2 separate regions of the Gossypium hirsutum genome follow, and region 2 is linked to region 1. The links are chromatin contacts, called in public Hi-C maps. All regions are on one chromosome and are shown on one strand. The core of a region is the stretch at or near the end of the contact, and the rest is flanking DNA. Distances in the headings are between cores, read along the strand shown. Region 1 holds the start of LOC107888989 (G-type lectin S-receptor-like serine/threonine-protein kinase B120). Region 2 holds the start of LOC107888994 (vacuolar protein sorting-associated protein 28 homolog 1).

The links. Hi-C and Micro-C count contacts between places; a contact is called where the count stands out from the background.
Region 2: a contact with region 1 is called in a Hi-C map of leaf, with 2.9 times the contacts expected there. The contact joins the promoter of LOC107888994 here to the promoter of LOC107888989 in region 1. A contact is called at or near these places in 2 of 34 Hi-C or Micro-C datasets (leaf and petal).

Annotation. Positions count from the first base shown.
Region 1 is chrA09:59,941,176-59,947,725 of Gossypium_hirsutum_v2.1, reverse strand. LOC107888989 (G-type lectin S-receptor-like serine/threonine-protein kinase B120) reads left to right here and starts at 2,144. Exons shown (of 7, transcript XM_016813269.2): 1 at 2,144-3,656; 2 at 3,899-4,009; 3 at 4,084-4,328; 4 at 4,426-4,636; 5 at 4,736-4,973; 6 at 5,071-5,218; 7 at 5,317-5,739. The coding sequence starts at 2,339. The coding sequence ends at 5,625.
Region 2 is chrA09:60,094,397-60,100,429 of Gossypium_hirsutum_v2.1, reverse strand. It overlaps LOC107888994 (vacuolar protein sorting-associated protein 28 homolog 1), which reads left to right and starts at 2,786. Exons shown (of 2, transcript XM_016813274.2): 1 at 2,786-2,975; 2 at 3,463-4,408. The coding sequence starts at 3,606. The coding sequence ends at 4,235.

The DNA of each region.
Region 1 (6,550 bases), core at 895-3,394:
CCCGAACCATTGAATCCTAAATCAAAACCTTAAACCTATAACCACAAACCTTAAATCAAAACCATAAACCCATAATCGCAAACCCCAAACTCAAAACTTAAACCTTAAACCCTAAATTTTAAATTTCGAATCCAAACCTTAAATTTCAAGGCTCAAGGTTTAAGGTTCAAGGCTCAAGGTTTAAGGTTCATAATTCGAGTTCAAGGTTTGAGGTTCATGCTAAAATAATTACAAAAATTATATGCAAATGACATGGAAAAAATGGTACAAAAATTACTAATTTTTTTAAAAAAAATTTGGTTGCACAAAATAAAATATATTAACTTATGGAAAAAACAAAATGATTAAAATTTGTAAAAGAAGAAAAGATATTTGTTTATAATTTAAAAAATTAATTATTTTAAGTAATTTAATTAAAGTCTAATTAAGTTGAAAAGTATATTAAATATAGATAAGTGTATAATAATACTTTATTATTTTTAAAATTTAATTATGTAAAATTATTTTATTAGTGTCTAAAAACTATATTTTTTTTAATTTAATTCTATTATAATTAATTCCCTTCATAATATCATAAATGTGGATTTCTTGTTCAGTGTCGCAAAGACGTGTAATAGTGGTAGTCGAAGAGAGCCATAAAAGCCAAATACCTTCCTTTACAGTGAATAGCCGTAGTGTCAATCCAAGCATCAAAAGGAAGCTTGTCCACAATCCTCAGAACCTCGCTAGCACGGGCTTTAGTTTCAGTAATTCACATGATATGTACAATGGGGACAAAGTCATGGTGCTTGGCCCCTCTACAGTTCCATACTAGAATGGTCATTGGTTTCAGGTATGGGGGAATGCCTTGGTAGCGATCAAACCTCAGAGGGTCCTTGTCCGACTCCAACAGCATGAGGGGTAAAACCTCCTTCTTGTGGAAAATATGCGCTGCAGGGGGGCCTCACATGAAACCATTCCATTTAGTAAACAAAAATAACATTCTTTTTAGGAATTCAGTCCTTTTTATTATTCAAATTACAAAATTTAAGTCAAATAATTAACATTGTTAAAATCTTACTATTAAATCTGTTAGTATGACATTTTGAAATGAAACAAATACTCCCCTAATAGTCATATAACAAAAAAAAATGACATTAAATTAAATTTGAATTTAATTTCATCAATTAGTTTTACATTTTCAATTCAAAAATGTAAAAAGAAAAAATTCTTTAAAATAAAAATAAAAGGGTTAAATTTCAAATTTAACCCTCCACAATTTTCCTAACATTCATTCCATCCAACCTTATGACCAAAACTTCAAGCAACTAAAAGTGAGAATAATGCACATCTCAATTAGAACTATATGAAACCATACTTATTTTTTTAGCAATCTCATTATAGATTCTGATCATATTCGCTCTTTTTTGACACAGTGCTTAGAATTATCTATAGTCTCTCCCCAACTCATAAAGAGGATAATATGATTCAGCGCACTCAAAGTCACATCTTTCTACATTAATAATAATGTCAATACCAATTAAATTATAACTCAATTGACAAATCATACTTAAATCTACTGAATTAGTAAAACCTTATTTTATTTTTTACTTTTTTTTAATTAATATAAAAAATAACTATTTAATGTTAATATTTATAGTAATTTCTGAAGGAAGACCCAATGACCGAGGTTGACCAGATGGTTCATGCCATTGCAAGTAGTCCAAATCCAGGGCAGAAAAATGGCCCCCATAAGTAGTTGATGACGGCATGTGACAATAACCTTTGGTCAACTTTATTACCTTCATATTTAATAACTAATGCCCATTCATATTTCTCACGTGGTTGCTTTGGATTTTTACATTAGATGTTTATTTCATATTATGGACAGTTGCTCATTTGATTTGCAAAATTGTTATTATTTAAATAATAATTAAAAATATTTAATAATCAAAATTATAAATATTGTGAATTTGAATATTTAAAGATATATAACTTTTTCAAACTTAAATAATATTTAGATTTGAATATTTTAATTTAATTAAAATAATAAACAAGAATTTTAGAATTGCTAATCGCCTCCCCTAGTTTTAGTTAAAACGATGGATGGGTCCAAACTCCAAAAGGCCGTCCATTTTGTTCTTCCGCATCCCGCCAGCCGTCACCGCCGCTTCTTTTTTATGTTTCAATGGTCAAAAACATAAAAACCCAAAGTATATGTAAAAAGTACTTTCTGCAGGTTTTAGAGTCTAAATTGTCTTCTTAATCCGCAGACAAACAAGGCCACCGTTTTGAACCTTGTTTATGAATACCCCCACAAATATTCCTAACCTCTGCATTTCTCCTCATAGACTGTGATATGGAAACTAATATCAACAACCCAGTTTTTGTTTTACTTGTTTCATCCATTTTTCTTCTATGTTCTCTTGTTCGGATTTGTGATGGGGTTGATATAATCAGACAAGGCCAAACGGTAAGGGATGGTGACACGTTGATATCTGAAGCTGAGATTTTCGAACTGGGATTCTTCAGTCCTGAAAACTCCACACTTAGATTTCTTGGGATATGGTACAAGGTTGATGTGAAAGCAGTTGTTTGGGTTGCAAATCGAAACAATCCAATATCTGGCAATGATGGAGCTTTGAGGATTGGTGTTGATGGTAACTTGGTTGTGTTCGATGGTAATAACAGTTTAGTTTGGTCATCTAATGTTTCAAGGTTTTCATCGAACAACACGGCTGCAATTCTCCAGAATTCAGGGAATTTTGTGTTATCAAGCAATGAAAGCATTGGTGATACCCATGGAGTCCATTGGCAAAGCTTCAGTCATCCAACTGATACATTTCTGCCTGGAATGAGAGTACCGGTGAATTCAGCAATAGGTGAGTACCGTGCTTTCACAGCATGGAAATCAGCTAATGATCCATCACCAGGGAACTATACTGTGGGTGTTGATCCTCATGGAGGACCACAGATCATAATATGGGATCATATAAAAAGAAGGTGGAGAAGTGGTCAATGGAATTCAGTGATTTTCACAGGTGTTTCCAATATGAGTAACATTGCTAGTTTCTTATATGGATTCAAGCTTTCTCAGCCTGATGAAAATAGGACACAGTATTTCACATATAATCCTTCAAACCCTTCTGATTTGTTGAGATTTCGAGTAGGGTGGGATGGAAGGGAGCATCAGTTGAGATGGAATGAGGACGAGAAAAAATGGGAAGATCTACAATTACATCCTGACCCTACTAATAGATGTGAACTTTACAATCTTTGTGGGAAATATGCAACCTGTGACAACTCCAATTCTTTAAGTTGCAATTGTTTAAAAGGGTTTAGACCAAAGTTTCCGGATCAATGGAGTAGAGGGAACTGGTCAGGTGGATGTGAACGGAAGATCGAGTTGCAGTGCCAGAGGACCAATGGTACCGGTGAACCAGATGGATTTAAGGGATTGAAGTGCATCAAGTTACCCGATTTATCGAACTTGTTCCTGTCTGCAAGCAACTTAGATGCTTGCGGAAGAAGCTGCTTGGGAAATTGTTCGTGTAACGCATATGCATTTGTTTCCGGTATTGGATGCATGATGTGGACAGAAGATTTGGTTGATATTTCACATTTGGATCAAAGTGGAAGTTTAGAGTTCTTTTATCGTCTCCATCATTCTGAATTAGGTAAGCTAACTTCCTTTATGTTATTAGTAATTAGAAGCTAAATTTTCCTGCCTTGCAAGGCATCTACTAAATTTCATATGTTAGCAGGCTATGAATGGTTGAGTTCATTCTTTCATTTTAAGGTTTGAACATTAAAGTTCTGTTGCATTTGGCTGCATAAATCCGAGCCAAAATTGAATCTTGAAACAATACTTGTGTGATCTATTAACACCGTTTTTTTTTTCTTTTCATTTCAATCATAGATGGCAGGAGGAAGATATCTAAACTTGTTATAATTATAATTTCTCTGGTGGGGGCATGCAGCTTAATGGTAGCTCTTTGGCTACTATGGATCTACAAGAAGAAACCAAAAGGTAATCACTTTTTCTCCTTCTCGAAAGCCATATAGTCTACTACTTGGTATTGATTTTTCAGCTCTTTTTTTCAGGTTTGCCTGCAGTTTCGTCAATGCCATGTTGCAAGGACAACGATATAGCAGTTCTTGTACAGTCCAAGTCGAAGAGCAAAGAATTATCAGCAGATCTTTCAGTATCATCCGGCATCCTTATTGACGGGAATCAAGTTAATAGGCCGGAATTACCAATTTTTAACCTTGGTAGCTTGGCAGCTGCAACAAACAACTTTTCTGAAGGAAACAGGCTTGGGCAGGGGGGTTTTGGTGCTGTATATAAGGTGATTTTCTTTAGTAACTTCATCAAATTGTTATGTATGTAATATGTGTAATGTCATTGAACTAAAGGTGGTAATATTTGTTTATCCTTGTCAACAGGGAGAGCTTCCTGGAGGTCAAGAAATAGCTGTAAAGAGGCTTTCAGCCAAGTCATGCCAAGGCTTAGAGGAGTTTAAGAATGAGATTATCCTCATTGCCAAACTGCAGCATAGGAATCTTGTTAGGCTCTTAGGTTGCTCCATTCAAGGGGATGAAAAGATGCTGATTTATGAGTATATGCCTAATAAAAGTTTGGACTACTTTCTTTTCAGTAAGTCCCGCAAGAAGGGCAAAGCCTGGATTTATTATTAGTTTTTGCAGCCATTTCTTTGTACTTACAGCTGAAGTTTCCTGATAAATTTTATGGCAGATGAGGCCAGGAAAGAAAAGCTAGATTGGAGAACCCGCCTCAGCATCATCGAAGGCATTGCTAGAGGACTCCTTTACCTCCATCGAGATTCGAGACTTCGAATAATTCATAGAGACTTAAAGGCCAGCAACATTTTGTTGGATGGAGAAATGAATCCAAAGATTTCCGACTTCGGGATGGCTAGAATCTTCGGGGGTAATCAACACGAAGCAAATACAGTTCGAGTGGTTGGCACATAGTAAGCTCAACATGTTTGATAGATATTTTAACAAAAAGCTCAACTTTCAAACAAGTTTCAGTAGCTTGACACATGCAATCCTTTTCTTATATTGCAGTGGATATATGTCGCCTGAATATGCCATGGAAGGCTTATTTTCGGTGAAGTCAGATGTTTATAGCTTTGGGGTATTGTTGTTAGAAATCATTTGCGGCCGGAGAAATACTAGTTTCCGATCAATGGAGCACACAAGTCTTATAACATATGTAAGTATAAAATGCATCATTTTGCAGCCAAAGGTATGTTTCAAACATGTATTAGTAAACTTGTTTTTTCTGATATCAGCTGTTGAACTGGTTTTCAGGCATGGGATCTTTGGAATGAAGATAAAGCAATGGACCTCGTCGATCCTTCCATTCGGGATTCATGCTCCCCTAATGAAATGTTGAAATGCATTCACATAGGCATGTTGTGCGTGCAAGATTCTGCAATGCATAGGCCAACAATGGCAGCCGTGATGTTACTGCTTGAGAGCGAAACACCGACACTCCCGATGCCAAGGCAACCCTCTTATGCTTCCATGAGGAGTTCCATAGATGCAGATTTTATTTCAGATGGTCATGAAATTGTATCTTCAAACAATCTTACTGTAACAATGGTAGTTGGAAGATAGCTTTGTACTTGTTTACTTCCCCTATTCCATTATTTTCCTATGTTGATAAATACGTAATTCTTTTGTTACACTATTGATCAATTAAAAATTGTGATATCATTGTTTGACACTAGTGTTCGATGCATATCTAAACATAGATAAAGATATCAGTTTATAATGATCCTTTAAATACATATAAAAAAACTTCAAATGGCTCTCTACTTTTGTTTTCTTTTTCAGGGGCAAGCAGAGAGGCTCAAGCCCCTCTAAATGGGAGACTTTTCCTTTAAACCCTTTAAAATTTCTAAAGTTATTAGACTATGGGTTAGCTATTTATGTAGGATAAAAGTTTCTGAAAATTCCACATTATACGGCTAAAGAAAACTAATGCTATTCAATAGTGCATTCAGTACATAATGATTTAGTAAATAGATAATTATGAGTTATGTTTTAACAGCAATTAAGCATTAACTTTAGGAATTGTCAATTACTTGATACACATGATTACATAACATCATGAAAAACACATAAAAATTTTGAAATTTAATTCATTTTTAAAAAATGATATCTAATAATTCAAGCTCCAAAATTCAATCCCCATAATAATTTCCCATTATGTGCTATCCCAAAAGTAAAAGTTTACTTAAATATCTATAAAAATATGAAATTATAATGTGATACAAGCATAAAATTTTTAAATTTACAATTTCCATCACTTAAAAGAAAAAAATTGGCTTTGTTATCTAGATACCAAACAAATTGGAAATAGAATGTTAACCTATGGGGTAAACAAGGGAAGAAGATGAAGATAGAATGAAGGGAAAGAGTATGAAGGTTGGGAGGAAATTGTGATCTTGTGAAGAGAGATTAGAGATTCAATCAAGGGAGAACGAGAAAAGATCTTCTACGTGAGTTGTTTGCATGACCCTATTATAGTAGGGGACAA
Region 2 (6,033 bases), core at 1,537-4,036, 150 kb before region 1:
ATTATACATAAAATGTATTTTTTAAATATTGTTTAATAATTAATAAATTATTTGTAAATTTAATTATACATGAAAAATTTTAAACTTTTAAATATAATAATTAATAATATTTAAATAAATTAACATAATTATATTTGTAAATAATATTCATATAATTTAATAAATGATACATAAAATATAAATTAATCCAAAATTTTAAATACATTTTAAATGGTTAATACAAATAATGGTATTTTGATAATTTGTACTTTAAAATGCAAAAGTCAAAAGCTAAAAATAGCTAAACCCCAGCTTTTGCATTTGGGTAAAAAACACTCTTTCACTGCACTTTCCACCCCAAAGCTAGGTGTTTGAGATTGTTTTTGGAGTGAAGCTTTTTTGCCTCCAACAACTAATAAGTGCTAAAAGTAACATGTTTAAACTCATTCTTAATACGTTTTTTTGGTGATTATCAGATGTTAATTGTGAATATTATACTCCTAATCCTTTAAGTTCATGTTTTAATGCTTAATAGAGCACTTGGGAGTAAAAGGAACAAAAAATGAGTGAAAATCGAAGCATCGAAGCAAGCTGTATGAGCCGGCCAAACCACACGGTCGTGTGACCCACACAGACGTGTGGTAGGTTATGCCGATTTCACGAAATTGCACACCAAACTACAAAAATCACTATTTTTAGGTTTTTCAAGCATTCTAATACATATATGTGACAAAAATAAGAAGACAGAAGTAAATCGTCATAGAATATTCAAGAAAATAACTCGAAAAATACCATTAAAGCTGACTTTGAAGCAGATTTCTGTCAAGATTGAAAGTTCCCAATTGATTTATTAGGGGATTATCATGAGTTTCTTTATTTATTTTGGTTATACTATATCTTGGATGTTTCTATTTTCAAGAATGAACTAGTTTTCTAAATATTTAGGTAGATGAACCCTATTATGGATTCTTTCGTTTGATTTTTATTTTACACAATAAATACTTAGTTTCTTGTTCTCAATTATGTGTTCTTAATTCTTTGTTTAATATTTTTAGAGTATTGATTCATATTTAATGTGCTTAATTTGGTGGTTGAATAGACACTGTTTAAGATTAGATCTTACATAATTGAGTGGAGTTGCATACAATCCTAGAAATAGGTTAACATAAATCTACCCGATTAAAGCCAAATCTAATAGGGGAATCCATAGCACGAGTTAATGCGCTAATAGAGGTTTTTAATTGGAAAGAAATTTCAATTAATCTACCTAGAGTCAGTTGCTCTTATACATGAAAGAGATATTAGCATAATTTAGGGATTTCTATAAATCATGGTACTAAGTAAAGAAATTTCGTAATTTAGATTTATGGTGATAGATGAAATCTAGGTTAATTCTTTCTTAGGTATTGTTTCGCTTCTTGGTTGTTAATCGATTATTTTCGTGTTTTGTTTTTTTTCATGTTCGTTAGTTAATAAAATTAGTTAATTTTAGTTTTTAATCAATCTCTCAATTATTCGATTAAATAATAGAAAGACAATAATTACTAGTACTTTTAGTATTCGTGAGAATGATATATTTGCTCACCATAGTTATACTATTAATTGATAAGTGCACCTGCCTTAGTCAAATTTTTAATTAGTTTCACGACACATCAACAACAAATCCTGAACACACTTTAAGACTAAAGCGTTGGGAGAATGTTAAAAGTCTTATTTACTTAAATCCCAAGTTACATACAAATGAGGAAGGGGTGCCTCTTATATATAAGTTAAGCCCATTTGATACTACAATTATGAATAATTGATCCATAACGTATCTTTAAAATATTCTACGTTAGCTTAGGCTACATTGTTTTAGAACTTTTAGGACAATTTACCTTATTTTAGGTTTTGGTCCTTTAGCTACCATTTGAACTCTTCTATGTTTCTAGAATCTTTTTGTATATCCTAGTGTCTTGGGATTATAATTTTAGTCTCGCAGTTTATATAGTGAATTCTTGATAGAAATTCTTTAAGGTATCGAAAAATAAAACAAAAGCAACTCAAAACAAAAGAGTAATGAAAGAACAGAAAATGCCACAAGAAAGAAACACACACATAATATTTGAATAAATGTTCTCAAAGTATCTCTATTACTTTGAAGGATTATAACTAAATAAAAACAAATAGTGAAATGCCTCTATTTATAATTAAACTCCTCCTAATCTAACGGTACATATTAGAGTCTATCTATAATTGAGATTCTTAAGGTATTGACTCAATTCTTTAATATTACAAAATCAAATCTTATTAGATTACATATATATTAACTTTCCTATTTACCATGGTAGCCCTGAATTTCTTTAAAGTGTTTTACTTAACTATAAAAATATTCTACAAATCATGTCAATTCAAATAGATTGAATAAATCCCATTTCATCAATTCACCTCTATTAAATATTCTTTATATGTTTGTTATGTACTTCAACTCGCAATATGTATACTAGAACTTTTGATACGCTTCAAAACTTTTTAGAATCCATATTCTCTAGACCATTTCAAACTTACTGCGCGTCAAGGGCCTCTTTAGACCCTTGGTGATAATCATTCACACCCTTGACGGCTTCCCTCCACACCTGATGGTCTTTGAAAACACTTATCTTAATGGCATCCTCTCTCACATAATATTCTCAAACAACACTGGAATTAAAGAACTATCTAAATTCTTGAAGCCTACGTTCAAATTTGAGTCAACATCAATCAAATCAAATAAAAAAATGGCACAAAGTAAAAGACTTTACACAATAATAGCAGGGAAGAGGGAAGTGTTTTACTTTTCAGGTCATTTCCCAACTGCTACACGTAGATGCCGTAAGCACCTAATAATAATATAATTCCACCCTCTATACCTACACGCAATCCCTTCCTTCTCTCTCTCTCTCTCTCTGCTGCAAAACAGCGCCACACCTCTGCACGACATTCGAAGCCGCGTTTCATTTCCTTTGTATTGTTGTATCGTAAGTCATCCCACCTTCCCTCAGGACCCCCAACCCCATTATTATTATTATTATTTATTTGTTTCTTTTTATCAATTTAATGAAAAGAAAGCAACCCTTTTTTTTTTCTTTTCTTTTTTCCTATAATTATTTGATCTGTGAAAACACAGAATTTTGTTAGGGCTATTATCTCGTTTTGGGATGAATTAAGGTAAGGAAAGTTTCTGGGGTTGTTTCACTTTTTGGTTCTTGATCATCTTTTTTCTATGCCCTTTTAGTGTTTTTATTGTTGTTTGCTTAGGGAAATCATATAGAAGTAAAAGTCTGATCTTTTTTTAGTTTTTGATGATGAAGATGTCATGAAGTTCATGTTTTCATTTCTGGGTATTTTTCTTTTTCTTAATGATTTTGATTTTGGTTGGATTTATGTGTTATGTATAGAAAAAAATAGAATCTTTATTAATGAAGAATGGATAGCAATCTAATTTCAGCGTTTTTTTTTTTGCAGTGAATAAAGTTTAGTTCTCTTTGCGCGTGTCCCGTTCTCTTCTCCAATCCTCCAAAACTTGAACTTAAAACCCCATTTTAGTTGATCCCAAAGTTGACCCCTTTTTTTGTTTCAGTATAGTAATATACCAAGCCTTTGCTTAAATGGAGGTTAAGCTATGGAACGACAAGCGCGAGAGAGAAATGTATGAGAATTTTGCAGAGCTGTATGCCATTATCAAGGCAACAGAGAAGCTTGAAAAAGCTTATGTGAGGGATATTATTTCATCATCTGAATATGAGACTGAATGCCAAAAGCTTATTGCCCATTTCAAGACCTTGGCTTCAACACTCAAAGATACGGTCCCTAGTATTGAACGTTTTGCAGATACATATAAAATGGACTGTCCGGCCGCTATAAATCGTTTGGTGACCTCTGGGGTGCCAGCCACGGTGGAGCACCGGGCCGCGGCAGCTGCCTCAGCGACTACCTCGGCTGCCATTGTGGCTGAATGTGTGCAGAATTTTATTACTGCCATGGATTCATTGAAACTCAACATGGTGGCTGTTGATCAAGTATATCCATTGTTGTCTGACCTCTCAGCATCACTCAATAAGCTTGGTATTTTGCCACCTGATTTCGAGGGGAAGATCAAAATGAGGGAATGGATTTCAAGGTTGGCTAAGATGGGGGCAGCGGATGAGTTAACAGAACAGCAAGCTAGGCAGCTCCATTTTGACTTGGAATCTTCATACAATTCATTTATGGCAGCTTTGCCTAATGCTGGTACTTGAAAGTAAAATCCAATATTTCCATATTTTTGTTTAGTGCTTCAATCTGGTGAGAACGGATGTTTTAAGTTGGTAAAACAGTGTATTCATTTTGAGAGTTCTTGGATTGTTTAAAGCTCAAGATGCTATTTGTGTGCTGCTGATTGTCGTTCTATGAGAAAGAATATATGCTTTAATTTGGTTTTGTAATATTAATATATTCATTCCCCTTGATTGTTGTTTTGTATATAAATTGTTTATCCAATATATAGCAGACAGTTTTGAAATCCAGGGTAATTCCATTCAAAGGCTGGCATTCATTTTCATTTACGAATGTCAAACTGTGCCATTTTCAATGTGGTCGAGTTAGTGGTCCTTGAGCCTTAACCAGTGCTTCTATGTCCAAGCCAGTGGCCACTGAGGTTCTGGTTCAACCTGCAGATGATCCAGTACCATAACATAGAATGCTTCAACTAGCTGCATTGGATCTTTCTTAACCTTCATGATTTTGGCTCTTTGAGGAACATGCGTGGCATTGTTGTACATTCTGGGACATAGTTGTTTCACGGTGTTTGCATTGTGGACAGTTTTGCTTTCTTCATTCTCAACATTTTCAAAGAATTTATTGAGATGAACAGTCTTATTTCCATCTTGCATGTTGATCAGGTATGGCTGTTCCTTTGTGTTTTTCTTTTAACTTGTGATCAATTCAGTCATGAATTGCTACTTTACCAAATACATATGAAGTTGATGAAGCTGCATATGAACTACTTTGATATAAAGTGTCACTTTTTTTACCTATTTGGAGTTGCTGGGAGACTTATGGCTTTGTCTCTCTCTTCACAAGCTGCTATTGACAGACTAGGAGGAAGCTAGGGATTATAACAAAAAAAAGCCAGGTTAATGTATTATTTGAGGTTTGAACTTGACAATGGTGGGCTTGAATTATTCACATATTCGGTCTTGAATTTATTTTATCCAAGTATGACTTTTTTATCCGATGGGACTTGAATTTTATTTTTATTGGATATTGCCAATGAAACCCTTTCAGTTAATTTCAGAACAGTCAATGAAACCCTTTGGATACCAAGATAGCTTGATTGACCCTGGTCATCCTTTCTGTATCCATCAACATCCATCACAACACTCTGTTTCCATCTCCAAGCTGCCAGTTTGTAATCCAACTGAGATTTAGACCTTGAAAATGCTTAAAATGGTCCATGTAAGATGGTACATTGCCAGTAGCTGATGTTTTTAATGGAGAAAACTGTTGGATGGTCCCCTCTCAGCATGTTGATAACTAGCTCCAAGGTTGTTGACACTGGTGCTTTCTTTTTCTATAACCGTCTTCTCCGAAGCAAAGATGTCGAGGAGGTGGTTGACCAATTATCGCATATTATCTATCACCATTAATTTTTAAAACGTAATGTACTATATATGCCAATCTTTTCATGTACTGCTAGGATCTGGTCCAAGTGACAGTTCTCACTGGGGCTGGATATTCGAGTAGATTTGGCATTTGAAAGGTGAAAGCTGAGGATTTTTGTTATGTTATGATCATCATCTGACAAGGGATTGAATTGCAATCTGCATTACTGCAGAGAAGGTGATAATCAAACCAGTACTTTACCAGGCAAATCTATGCCACTTGAAAAGTTGAAACAATCTTCACATTGAGCCCACTGAATCTTTTCCCTGACACCAAAAAGAAACAGACATTGGTGTTTGGACTTTTGTTCTTCATTACGACTTTCATATCATTTCATAAAATGCCTGAATAAAAACCACATTTGTGCCAAACTATATAGTGTAAGATTATTTC